Regions from separate parts of the Mus musculus genome. Here region 2 is linked to region 1. A link is a contact called in public HiChIP or PLAC-seq data. All regions are on one chromosome and are shown on one strand. The core of a region is the stretch at or near the end of the contact, and the rest is flanking DNA. Distances in the headings are between cores, read along the strand shown. Region 1 has its middle 18 kb from the start of Gm30569. Region 2 overlaps Nrip1 (nuclear receptor interacting protein 1).

Region 1 (6,939 bases), core at 1,279-3,778:
TCGATTTTCTGGCACTAAAAACTTCTTCCAATCCCAGCAGGTATTTTCAGCAGGTTTATAGATGTTTAGGCTGAGGTACAGCTCAGTGGCAGAGGCCTCTCTAACACTCACACAAGCCCCAGCCCAAAACTTAAAGACACACCTTGCTATTGTACAGGCTTTTGTGCATAATGGCAGGTTTTGTCTTACTGGTTACATAGACTCGAACTTCAAAATGAGAGGTGGAAAAACCATGTTTTTATTTACATGGTGAGAAAACCTAAGTGCATTTGCCTGAGATAGATGGATGGATGGATGGATGGATGGATGGATTGACTGATTGATTGATTGATTTTGAACTCCAGATTTTATCCCCTTCCCAGTCCACCCCCATACCTCCTCCCTGCCCCCTTGTCTCCACAGGGATGTCCCTACTCTGCCCCCACCCCCACCAGACCTCTAAACTCCTTGAGACCTCCAGTCTCTTGAGGGTTAGGTGCATATTCTCTGAGTAAACTCAGACCCAGCAGTCCTCTGCTGTATATGTGTTGGGTGCGTCATATCAGCTGGTGTATGCTGCCTGGTCGGTGTTCCAGTATCTGAGAGATCTCTGGGGTCCATATTAATTGAGACTGCTGGTCCTCCTACAGAATCTCCCTCCTCCTCAGCTTCTTCCACCTTTGCCCTAATTCAGTCATAAGGGTCAGCTGCTTCTGTCCATTGGTTGAGTGAAAATATCTGCATCTGACTCGGGCGCTTGTTGGGCAGTCATGATAGGTCAATTTTTGTGATTGCTCCGTAGCCTCAGTAATAGTGCCAGGTCTTGGGGCCTCCCCTTGAGCTGGTTCCCGCTTTGGGCCTGTTGCTGAACCTTCTTTTCCTCAGGTTCCTCTCCATTTCCATCCCTGCAGTACTTTCAGACAGGAGCAATTATGGGTCACAGTTTTGTCTGTTGGATGGCAACCCCATCCACCCTGAATGTGCCCAATCTCACCTGAGATGAATCTTTAAAAGCACTACCAGTTTATGTGTGTGTGTGTGTGTGTGTATGTATATGTATATATGTGTGTGTGTGTGTGTGTGTGTGTGTGTGTGTGTGTGTGTATATATATATATATATATATATATATATATATATATATATATATATACTAAAGCACAGTGTCTTTAATACGAAGAGTCTTCAAAGCCAAATTGAGTTGGGATTACCCATGCTTGCAAGGTTCTATTTCATGCTTAATTGGCTTGGGGAATATCAACAACAACAAATTGAAATTTTATTCCCTGCCACTGGGATCACTAAACTGACCTGTTCTGCTAGAGCAAATAGATTTTAAATATTAAATTGGTAAATGTGCTGTGCCCTTCTGGTTTTTGTTCCCCAAAATTTGTAGGTAAGAGGATACTATGGTGGCTCGTAAGGGTAGGTGTTCTGCTGGCAGCATGTGGCATTGAGTTAATCCTCCAGTCCTGTAAGTAGTTAATGTAATACTATTTACGTTTTCAAGATGCTATCTTCTAGAGTAGGCTAAAGACCTCTCCTCCAGAAATCAGTAAATATATTCCCAAATTAGCAGGATAATTGGAACTAGTCTTAAAATCCTCTAAGTTTCTGCCACACTTGACCCACTCCAATGAGCATGTGTAAGGATATATATTGGAATTTTTGAGCCTTTTTAATGTCACAGAGAAGAGGAGCTGCTGTCTGCCTCTTGGTTTTTCCAACCATAATGGAAATGTTCCCCCAACTTTGAGAAAACTGTGCAGTCCTTTTCTAGTGATCTCTTCTCATTTGTGTTTGTCACTGTTGACCTTTGAGACCACTGTCCAAGAGGCAATGGTTTACAGGTATGGTTCCTGCGTGATCAGTACGCCAGGGAAGAGGGCTGCTCCAGGTTTATTGCCTTAGGCTTTTTAATTCAAAGACAACAGTGGGATGCGTTTCCTATAATCAGAAAGCTCCACTTTTCCTAAGAGGCTGAAGCCTTTCTTCCATCAGCCATTGTGTGAGTCTTCCCGAAAGCTAGGGGTAGCCCCTTGAAGTTTTGAGCACCCCATTGGCTGTGTTAGCCAGCCTTGTGGTATCTTCAAGCATGCCTTTACCTCTGGCCTGGTTTTGGGCATTGATTCTTCTTTGACAGCCACATGGGCAACTTTGAATGTAGTTGTTTTCTCAGGGAGAGAGCAAGAACCATCTTCACTTGGCCCCCTTCATACCTTCATAGGCTCCCTCTGTGCTGACTAGCTGTATGTTAACTGGGCACAGGCTGGAGTCATCTGAGGTGAGAGAATCCCAACTGAGAAAATGCCTCCGTAAGATCAGGCTGTAGGCAAGCCTACAGAGCATTAATTAGTGATTAACGTGGGAGGGTCCAGTCCATTGAGGGTGGGGACACCTCTAATCATGGGCTCTAAAAGAAAACAGGCTGAGTGAGCCACGGGAAGGAAGCCAGTAAGCAGCTCTTTCATGGCCTCTACATCAACTCCTGCCTCCAGGTTCTTGCCCTGTTTGAGTTCCTGTCCTGACTTCCTCTGATGATGAACTGTGATAAGGAAGTATAAACCAAACAACCCCTTTCCTCCCAGGTGTTTCAGCACAGCAATAATAACTCTAACTAAGGTACCCACAAAAAACAAATTGACTCTCATTTATCTCTACTTGGAGCAAAGCATCATTCACTTAGTTAAACTTATCAAAGCAGGCACCTGAGCACTGGCTTCACGGTTTTGGTCTCAGGTTAGGCCTGAGAGGAGACTCTGTATAGGCTGTGTGGCTATGAAGAATCCATGGGGTATCCCCACTTGTACAGGAACCTATTTGGTTTTCTCAGGAGTGAGGGGATGGAGCAACCAGCTATAGTTCCCTCAGGGGAACAGTAGTAGGTACTGGCCAGGCCAGAAGGTAGGAGTGCTACCCCTCATTCTGCTGAAAGACTGGGTGCTGAAAATCAAACACATATGTGAAAAGCCCAATCTAGTCACCAGGAGATTTTCCAGGAAGTGTGATGAATATTGTGTCTCCCACAAAGAAGCTATGAACTTCCACCCACCCACGTCCTTTCCTCTTTTTGAATTTGTTTTCTTCCTGCTAATAAAACTAAAAAGTCCCTCACAAGATCAAAGCTTTCAGATTTGATAACATCCCTTAACCCCCACCCCCCTTGGCAGTCTGAAAGCTTTAAAAGTGTGGTGGGCATTTATACTATAACTAAAGCCTTTTAGGAGGAAGGGGCGGGGCGTGGCTTTACAGGATAGTACTGTAGGCTTGTGCAGGCTAGCCTTCGATTTGCAGCAGTCTAGATTCATTTTCCCAGGGTTTGGGATTATAGGCATGAGCCACCATCTCCTACCCATTCTTGCTTTCCTAAAGACCTTCCTCCCTGGAAACAAACAACACGTTCTGTCCCTACCTCCCATCCTAGCCAGAGAGAGAGAGAGAGCTGTTGACATGTAATCCATTTGGTTTTATAACCCAGTGTCTTTCAGAGTGCCAAGATCATCTGTGTTCAACATTCTCTTCCATTAAGACTCCTTCCTATACCGACATTCAGTGATACTAACCATCCGGCCCTTCAAACAGCTCAGACTTCAAGTTCCTTCTAAGTATCCAGCCATCCTAAAGTTTATGTTTCCTCTAACTTATGTCTACCCATCTACGTTGTCATACTATTAACTTCTGAAGTTCAGCTTACCCCAGTCTCAAATTCAGTGTGCATGCTCTCTGCCAGGTTTTTCTAATCACCCTTTCCCTATGTTGGAAAACCATGACTCCAGATGGAGTTCCTCCTTGACTTTGGTTTATGATCACTATCATTCATCTGAGATTTCCTTAATCTGTTGCTTCCCACCCATCTCATATGCTGTCACTCTGAGTTTTAACTTGTCATTTCAAGTTTTCTGTATCTACTGGGCCTTCCTCCTCCCATTTCTTTAAAGACATTCTAGTTCAAAAGCATAAGAACCCACTGGGCTCTTCAAACAAAACCACTGATGACAACGGAAGCCTAGTTGAATTCAGTTAGATTCTTCCATGTATCCAAGGTCTTAGACATCTGTCCCTACATGCAGTATGACTCACTGTCTCTGAGCACTCCTGCCTAGGTGCCATAGGTACCTTCAGTCCCTTACCATTCTTTGCCTAAGGATTATTCACCACTATGGGATCAATGTGTTGGTGAGCCCACTACAAATGCTTAACACTTTTTGTAAGCTTCCCTTATTGCACTCATTAGAATAAATAGTATACTTCAGACTACTGTTAAAAAGTCAAAGGCAAGCAAACAGGTTCTTAATGATAAAGATTCTCGACCTCATGGAAGCTACAATTAATACTAGCCTACTTCAGATTCCCCCAAGGAACTACGAATTTCTGTGGATACAGAAATGACAACGGGTACCCAACTAGCTCAGCCATCAGCCATTGGAGTGTTTTGAATGTGGCAACTTCCCTATTGTGACCAAATCACTAGGATTTGGATGGAGCCGTACATGACTAATGAATGTACATAGCTTGATGTAGAGCTTATCTCATGTGGTGCTAAGCTGCTAGATAAGATTTCCCTTTCTTCTGATTGCACAGAATTGGCATAAATGTGTTTAGCAAGGGTGTTCTGTTTGCCGAGGGTTGGAATGAGAATTCATTTCCTATCCCTTGAGAAGAAATAAGATCTTGTCTGAAACTTCGTTGCACCCAGAATATTTGTGACTAGCCCTGAAAATGTAAATCTAGAGTATATTCAGGATGAGTAGGTGTTTTCGGTGACGATGAACCAGTTCACTCTCTCTAGTGAAGCAGTGCTGATAAAGGCCATTCCCAATTTCCACTCGTTATAAGACTGGAGGTTGTAAGGAAGAGAGGAGGGATGTCTGCCGTCAAGGCTTTTTAACATAAAAGGGATATTTTGGAGTTAGTCCTTAATTGAAGGACCATGAGGACAGATGGCTATAGTAAGAATGAGAACAGCAGTTACAAGTCCAGCATCCCTGCTTTTGCTTAAGTGAGGTCATTTCCTTATGTCCCAGATTTGACTTTCTGGACTGAAAAGGGAAAAAAAAAAAATAAGTTTTTGCTTTTTTTGCTTGAGAAAAGCAGGATGTCTTTTAATCTTAACTATTTAAAGGATAATCCTTTCTTCCTACATCAAAGATAAGAAGTCTGTTGGGAATCTATACATTTAAATCAGATTTATTTCTAGTGTGTTTTTGTCCTGGGGTAAGAATGTAGGCTCCTGGAAACCATGGACTTCATGGTGATCAAAAGCCGTATAGGTAAAATTTGGATCTGAAATGTGCCCCAAGGGTGGCACTGCTGAGAAGGGGTGGAGCCTGAGAATACGCTATGCTCTCTAGCACGAGCTCTTCATGGCATCCCTTCATCTCTTCCTGGCCACAAGGAGGTTGCTTTGCCCTGCCTCGTGCTCCCCATCAGCTTGTGGCGTCACAGGCCCAAAGCAATAAGGCCATCGAATGATCACTGACCAACTCTAAAACTACAAGCCAAAATAAGCCATTCTCTGTCATAAGACAATTGTGTCCAGTGTTCATTACACGCTCACTATTTTGCAATGTTTCAGTGGCTTTGCAGTATCTATCACATCAAAATAGGTTTTATTTAAAAAGTGTGCAAGAAGCAGCCAATGTTTGCCATACACCACATGCAAGTTTCCCTTCTATGAGTAACACTTTGATTACTGTAGTACATTTGCTATAATTGAGGAATCAATATTACTATATTAATAGCTAAGGCCCATAGTTTACACTAGTTTCAATTTTTGTATTTATTATCTATTATTTGATGAATTATACTGTATAGCACTATCATATTATCCTATAGAACAGACTTAGCACACTAAGACCTCCTGTGCCCGTGGCGCCCACCTTCACCCTGACTACACGCCCCTCCTTGAGCACAGGAAGTATTCCTTCTCTCGAACGTTGTCTAGTCAGAACCTAACAGTCCGTAGCCTTTCAGAGCTGCCTCTTTCACTTAGTGATAAGCACTGAAGATTGGTCTACATCTTGTGGTTTGATAGTTCACTTACTTTCATTGCTGATAACGACCCATTTGTGAATCATAACAGAGTTTGCTTGTGTGTTGACCTGTTGGAAGATGTATTAGCTGCTTCCAAGTTTGGATAATTATATGTAAAATTCTATAAACGTTACCATGTAGATTTTGGTGAGAACAGTGGTCTCTGCATTTTTGGGGGGAGTAATCCCAGCCATTTAGTAATTTAAATTTCCCAGCTTCCCTGGAATCAAGCAATGTTTAACTGTCATTCTGAATGTGTGCCAGTTTCATTGGCTGAGTCAGAATAGGCAAAATTAGGTTGAAGTGTTACCCTAGACAGGTGAGAGTTAGGAACCACACAGGTTTAGGTCATATCTGTGATACCCGTCTATCCTGAATCAGAAGATGCTCTCTTCAACCTCACCCTCACTGCAGATGTTAGCAGGATGGGGCATAGACTACCTCAGACTAGCAATGGGATAGCTATAGCAGAGGGGAGAGAAAACGGGAAAATGGGTTCTGAGTTTTAAAGAACATCGCACCCACCGTATTACCCCAAACAAAGTGTCCTTTTGCTTTGTTCCAACAGCTAGGAAGTGAAATTATGTAACTGACATGAAAGAATAATCATAAACATTCACTAGTGCATTTTACTGCTTGGTTTCCTAGTGTTCAACAATGATCTTTAATCGCTAAATTAAGTGCGATAATTAAATTAAGATTATATTTTGATGTTTGCCTTTCTTGTTCCAATTATGGACAATAGTGTATAGGAGCAAAAAAAAAAAGAAGAAAGAAAGAAAGAAAGAAAGAAAGAGAGAGAGAGAGAGAGAGAGAGAGAGAGAGAGAGAGAGACTGATCCAACCTTGAGGATTCAAAGTAATATTTGCTAATTCCAAGGAAGAGGCTTAGTTTTTAAGACTGCTCTGTGGGGGTTGCTAAACAGATGA
Region 2 (6,939 bases), core at 1,997-4,496, 70 kb before region 1:
GCCATTTAATTCTAGGTAGTACAATGGCTAGGAACTAATGACCTACATCTTCTTATATATAACAATATGATCGCTGATATCATATAGTAGCTTGAGTTAGGTATAGGTTTGGACCTGGTATACAGGAATCATCTTCGTTTGCTTCAGTAGTGTGAAACAAGCAGAACGATATAGTTTGTGGGCCACATGGAGGGGGTGGAATCTTGATTGATCACTGTGCCTACCAGAGGCATGGTGGCATTGTGTCCTAGGCTGTTCCAGAGGGAAAGTCTTTCAGATAAATAGATCATTATGATGTTGAAGCATTGTGATCTACAGAAAAGGAAAAGGAAAATGTCAGAGCCCCATGCGGGCACGGTGGGTGGAGTTTGCTCCAGTCGTCTAAGCGTGTGATGCAGAATTGGCGTGTGCACCTTCTCGCTGCAGAGGCCGGCCAGAACTTCCGTGTAACTGGGTTATAGGCCCAGCCCCCTTTCTTCAACCCATGCTTCTCCACACGGAACGCAGAGACGAATGCACATTTAATATTCCATTTCTAAGTATGATCCAACACCCGGAGATCACTTTCCCTCATCTTCTTTTTCATTTTGTGTGATGTTTTTCTTTCCAGAAAGCTATGCTATACTGTTAAGATAATTGGTTTCCAGTTATACCAATATTTAACAATAAACGGTGGTCAAGTTGTGATTATAAACCTTGGCATCTATGTCTTGTAAATGTCCGAGGAGTGGGAAAATCCTGACATTTTGTGGCTGTTTTAGAACTTAGGATAATATCACAATCAATGTGCTAGGAGCTTAAACCACTGTCAGTGAGGTGGGCTTTGAAGAAGTGTCGAGAGAAACAATGTGGCCTTTTTATTAGAAAACAAAAATGCCACTGGAAGTGTTAGTGCAAATAAAAAGATGTAGCAAAGTCCACTGGAAGCAGTGCTGGGAGTTTGAACTCAGCCTCACACCCGTTCTGGTTAAAAAAGAGAGAGAGAGAGAAATTCCTCTTGTAAAGCTAAAAATTGACCTTGAATTGTATTTCAAAACGAAGCTCATCCAAAGCAAATTAATTTATATATACAAATAAAGCCTTCTAATTTATTACTTTAAAAGGACACAGTGGGGGTAGGGAGGAGGCTCAGTCAGCAAGGCGCTTGCCGTGTAAGCATGAGAACAAGGAGTCAGATGCTTAGAACCTGCAGTCTTTTAACACTTGGGCTGTGGACGCAGGGCCCAGCTAGACCAGCACGATGGGCTGGTGCGCTCCACCTTCAGGCAGAGCCTCTGTCTCAGAACATGCGATGGACACCCAGCCTCAGCTTCTGACCTCCACAGGCGTGAGCATCCAGAAAAAGAGAAGGTGACGTATGTGATCTGATGCTATTGGAGCGAGTTAGACATACAGCGTGGTAGGTGTGCACTCAACCCATCCCAGTTCTTCCTAGAGGATCCTAGGTTGCAGTGGGCTGGGCCCCATGCCATCAGAGGTGTTAGCGCAATGGAAAGCTGTAGGGAAGTCCATAGGAAGCCGTGCTGGGAGTTTGAGTTCAGCATCATACTCCTTCTGATCAAAAACTATGTGCGAGAATTTCCTCTTATAGAGCTAAACATGTTTTCACTTCTCTACAGAGAGAAGGTGACGAAGCACGGCTTTTGTAGTGTCGTTTCTCTTCCCCTAAGTCATTTTTATATTGCAAAAGGTTGGTTTAGGTGGCATAGTGTCAAAGGGTTTGCTTAGTAAATTAAATATAGGAGACTTGACTGAGAGAAGCATTTTGGGACAGTTTCCTGGGATAGTACATTAAACCCCAAACAAACAAACATTTGATGCTTTATGTTGGTGCTAATATATCTAATGTATATATTAGCTATATAATATATATTATATCTATAGATAATAAAAGAATCTAATATATCTATATATACCTATCTATCTATCTATCTATCTATCTATCTATCTATCTATCTATTCGTATTTTACAGCCCATCTGTGTAGTTTACTTTCCTTTCTTTAGGTGAATTAAAGTGTTGTGGTATCTAATTTATTTTAGACTTGCATTTTATTATGGTAGAGGAACTGTTTTATAGGGTTGTTGTTTCAGTGTATCTTGATACGTTTTGGCGTTTGAAGAGTACTCCTTGTGCCCTGTCATTTATGGTAGTGGATTTCTTTCAACCTATGGTATTTCCTTTCTTTTATTAATGCAGTATGACTGGACCCGAGACATTGGAAGTGCGGTCTTCTAGTCAGTTAGTGGAACATATGCTTGTTCCACTTATTAAAAATGAAACAGAAACTCATGGCTTTTTCTTTTTAATCTGGAGATGGAAAGATCTTGTGCATGTTATGTAAGCACTCCACCACCGAGCTACCACCTTACCCTCATAGATCTTTTTTTTTTAAGGAGGAAAGAAAATCTTAATTAAAATACAACTACATCAATTCCCCCTCCCTTTTCCAGCCCCCACCCCATTCAAATTCATGGCCTGCTTTTCTCTAGTAGTTATCTTTAAATAGGTAAATAAATGCAAAAGATACATAAAAAACAACCTGCCCAGTCGAATCCCTTTGCTATACTGGTGAGAAGACTATTTCTCCATTCTCTCCTGCTTAGCTTCTTAGTTGTAGTTATCTGTAGTTGTGTGTCTATGGGTGGGGACCAGTAAGATCCTCTAGTCCCCTCCCCCATGCTTGCATGTTGATTGGTGGTGTCATTGCCCAGACCTTGTTTATGCAGCCATATTGTTGAGGATTCGTGGGTGATGCCTCCCAGTCATTTTTGCCAGATACAATCTCGTAGAGGACTTCCTGTTCTCTGGCTTTTATTATCTTTGTGCTCCCTTCCTCCATAAGTTTCCTTGACCCTTATGTAAGGTTGTTGTGTTATATATGGGTCAACTAGGGAAACAATTATAAACAAAGGGTGCTGTATACATTACAGAGTTAGAATTTTAATATACATAACATCCTTTATTTATAACTGTATATACGTACACATATATTAGTTTCTAGAAATCGTTGTGTGATGGTAGAAAATACTAGCTCTATCATGTGTTTTGGGTTTTTTTTAATGCTGCTAAAGGATATGGAATGCCTCTTTACCCCAGTTTTAGGCAGATATGAGAGCCAAGAGTATGTGATGGACTTATTCAAACATATTCTTATTGTTCTGTATGTGATTGTAAAGTGGGCCTGAGTGTGCGTGCACAGATGTGCCGGCATGCATGGGTGCGTGCACCTGTTGATTGCATCACTCCTTTGATGTCTCCTAACTCGGGGTGAAGGGGGTGCTTCCTGTCCTTGTCAGTGGATCTTTTCTCCTAGGTACACGTCCTGCTTTTCTGTGTTCTGTGACCTTGCAGTCATGACTTCAGCCCAGAATAGTTTCAAAGTCATGTAAATGAATGCAATTAAGGTATTGCTTATCAACGTCCATAGTTCAGACGGAACCTTACTGGATGCAGAGGCTTGTTTGTCTCATGAGGAAGGTCAGAATAAGGTTAAATTGTATTACATAAAATGATACAGGGATGTTTTTATTAAGCTGATTGAAAAAAAAATGTCATAATTGAAAAAATCCTAATGTTTTTCCCCTCTAATTATCTGAATGTCTTCTTCATTTTTTTTTCCTTTTTGTTAGTTTTTTGTTTGCTTGATTATTCTCTGGAATAAACAACACTTTCAAGGAGATGTCTTTTGTCTACTTGTAAAGCCTTGGATTGGGACATCTTACTCAGTTACAATTCTAGGTGTAATGACGAGCACAGCTAAGCTGACAACTTGGCTGCTGATGGGAGGTGGCTCTGGGCTTGCTAATGTATGTCCTTAGAAGACTTGTGCAGTGTTGGTTACCAGGCAGGTGACACGGGACATTTAAACTGTAGGAAAGACAGTCCCACTACACGGGTAGGCCTATCGTCTGTGGGATAGACAGAGCTCCAAAGTAGACCCTGGAGGCTGTATGGAGAAAGGGCTGAAAGTGTGACTGTGTGGATATAAAGCAATTAAGAGAAAAATAAGTACCATTCACTCTCCTTTTGTGATTTTTTTCCAAAGTAGGTTGTACTCATCGATTCAGGATTTAAGGCTCCTGTTTACTTAACAGCTCTTTACTGAGAGTCAGCTAGATGCTCTTGCAACAGACATGACAGATACTTGGGGCCCGTAAAAGAAAAATGAGTGACTCCCAGTCACAATGAGAACAACAATAAGTAGACACAACATTACTGAGAGATGGAGTGTTATAAGCCTGTTTAGCTAGCATGGGCGGGGGGGGGGGGGGAGGCACCACACCAAGAAATCTGGCCTCTGTATAAAGAGACTGAAAGCTCCAAGTAAAATGAAGGTGAACTAGCTTCGTATTAGGTTCGTATTTTGGTTTATAGATTTTTTTTGTAATGTTATGATCCTGGAAAACGTATCCTAAGTTATGGATTAGACACTGAAGAGGCCAACTATGTAAACTCTTGAGTCCAGTAGAACAAAGATGTAGTAAGATCAAGGTGTGTCTATCATACCTTCCCAATCACTGGTTGACTGCACCGTTGGCCCATTGATCAGCATAACCATTAAAAGCCCATGCCTGTACAGTGGAGGCCATGTCTCTGCTGGCCAAATGTATCTTTCAGCCAGGAATATCCTTTGTAGCCTTTGGGCCGTCTGCTTCCCAAGATAGTTATATAGTTATGGATAGAGCTACAAAGTCTTAAGCACTTGTAAGAGCAGGGTGGAGGGTGGGGTGGCTCAGTTGTGTGGGTCTTGAATTGAGAGAAGGTGATAGTGTTGAGCTGTGGTTTCAAAAGTTTGGACACACCTCCAACCTTCTCCTTGTCGCTGCCACTTTGAGAGGATACAGACAGAAGCAGCTGGGTGTTTTAAACCTTTCTATGAATGTCAAGTACTCCCGATGTGGTTTTCCACAGAAATTCATCTCTATCCTAGCAAGGGAGAGTCTACTGTTAGCCTGAAGACAGGCGTCTAAGTAATTCTACAGCGTAAGTGGTTTCATCATTAGACGCGGTTTCATTAGCAGCCATAGTCAAGGGAAGCGTGCATGCCTATGTGAGACTCAAAATACAGTCGTCATCTGTCGCTTCTTGGAGATAAATTATCTTAGTCCACAGTTAATACTCCAGTTTCAAACACCTTATCGAAATCATTTCACGCACTCAAAGTAACGCATGTCTCTCTCTTGCTTTCAGAAGGCGTGGACTGTGAGCGGTTGCAGAGCTGTTCTCAGGACATAATCCTTTAACATTCGGGAGGAACACATCCAGGAGGTATTGACTGTTCTTTGTCTCGTTGCCCCATTTCTAAAATAAATTACTTAGAGTCCCCCCTTTCTGTGGTAGGAACGTGAGACTGTTACGTTTTGTTCTGTCATTTTCCTTAACGTTCATCTGTTGGTACACCAGCTTGGCGTTTGTCCCAGTCTGTCTGTCCTATCCATATCTCTCTGAGGCGCGGTGCAGTAGGTTATGGTGGCCAGGGGATGTGTTGGAGCAAAGTCCCTGAAATTTTCTTTCTGGACAGGGTGCAAGCCAGAGGTGGAAGTGGGCTGGGGAAATGGGAATGGGAACAAGATACACCCTTGGACGCCTTAGGGGTAGCGCCCTACATCTCCTAACTAGATCCGACCTCCTAGTTACCTATTCAGTTGTGTATTCATCAGAGGTTCGATCCATTGATGTAGCTAATGCCCTCCTGATCCAGTTCCTTTCAGTAAACCTGGAGAGCTATACCAAGCCTTTAATAAATGGGCCATCTTGGGGACCACCTCATTGGTAAACCCCAATGCATAAGTTTTTTTTGTAATGTCCTCTTTCATAGTCTGTCTTGTATGTGTCTCCTTTAAACCGTGCTGCTAGTTCTCTTGCCTGGAGCAGAAATGGATGATGTGCGTATAGGCAAATGTAGATAATCTAGTGTGCATCTGTTAAGGTGACAGTGAGTAGAGTTCACTGGGTGAAGACTCATGGCTCACATCCCCAGGACACAGCAAATATCGTATCGGTCTTCTCTGTTAGTTCAGTCGGCTAGCTCTCAAGCAGTATGAATACAGAGGACGGGGTGAACATTGCTCTGTTTCCCAGAGTATTAGAAAGCTTCGTTCTGAGGAGTTTTGCTCTGAAAAAAAATTCTTGGAATTTTTACTGTAGTTTCAGGAAAAAAAAAAAAAAGATCAGGATTGTAAAGAATTTGGAATGATTTTTATTAACTGAAGATAATAATTAACTATTATAATTGCACATTTAAAGAAAGAAGCATTCAACTGTGGTAGTAAGGAGAATTGTTCATTTTTCAAGGCCTGCGTGAATATCCATTTATGAAAATGTATCATTATCTCAGAAGACAAGCATGTTTGATGGGCTTTGAACTGGATGGCACTATTAAAGAAAAACTCAACCTTGAAATAAAGCATAAAGTGGACAGCCCCTCTTATAAAATCAGAATAGGAATTGTTTTCAAGTAATGTCTTTGAAGATACAATATACAAGGTTCCTTTAATCGCTGATAGTGAGAAGACATTCTTTCACCAAAGTGTACCTTCCTTCTGTAAGGGAGACATCCTTCCTGGCGAGCTCTGAGTAAGTGTGTGCCTCTGTTGTCACGCTCCGTGGGTGTGCCCAAGTTTCTCGGTGCAGCGTGCAAAGCAGCCTGCTGGCACTTGTTGAGAGTCACGTATGACTGAAACCCCATCTGGAGAGCATGTCCCTTCAGTACCCCTTTAGCCATTCGCTGCACAGCCTCTTTTCATCTTGCTTACTTTGATGTCATGTGGATTATCATGCTAACTTAACTGTTGTACCAGAACAAATACAGTTCCCCCTTTCTGCAGTGTAGTTGTCCCAGCCTCCCTTGGGTCACTCAGGACTAGTTTTGATTTCTGTGAACTGGCTTCTCCTGTACATACACTGGTCCAGTGCCCTTTCTCTCTTACTTAAGCAC

What was found. HiChIP or PLAC-seq counts read pairs in DNA pulled down with a chosen protein or histone mark.
Region 2: a contact with region 1 is called in a CTCF HiChIP or PLAC-seq map of CD8 T cells, with 6 read pairs. The contact joins two enhancer-like sites. A contact is called at or near these places in 5 of 39 promoter capture datasets (the 3T3-L1 cell line, the HPC-7 cell line, hematopoietic stem and progenitor cells and 1 more), 1 of 15 datasets of contacts at CTCF or cohesin (CD8 T cells), 16 of 484 Hi-C or Micro-C datasets (the Ba/F3 cell line, CD4 T cells, the G1E-ER4 cell line and 8 more) and 11 of 115 datasets of contacts at active chromatin or transcription factors (CD8 T cells, bone marrow-derived macrophages, differentiating embryonic stem cells and 7 more).

The regions. Positions count from the first base shown.
Region 1 is chr16:76,279,585-76,286,523 of GRCm38.p6, reverse strand. No RefSeq gene overlaps it. Among named protein-coding and RNA genes, the nearest start is that of Gm30569, 18 kb to the left of the region's middle. Within about 2 kb of position 2,528, at least 22 of the 459 cell types and tissues checked have an H3K27ac peak or open chromatin away from gene starts, as enhancers often do. A contact at or near this core is called in CD8 T cells, where this site is marked.
Region 2 is chr16:76,350,803-76,357,741 of GRCm38.p6, reverse strand. Nrip1 (nuclear receptor interacting protein 1) reads left to right here. Exons shown (of 4, transcript NM_173440.3): 2 at 5,193-5,270. Among named protein-coding and RNA genes, the nearest start is that of Nrip1, 19 kb to the left of the region's middle. Within about 2 kb of position 3,246, at least 45 of the 459 cell types and tissues checked have an H3K27ac peak or open chromatin away from gene starts, as enhancers often do. A contact at or near this core is called in CD8 T cells, where this site is marked.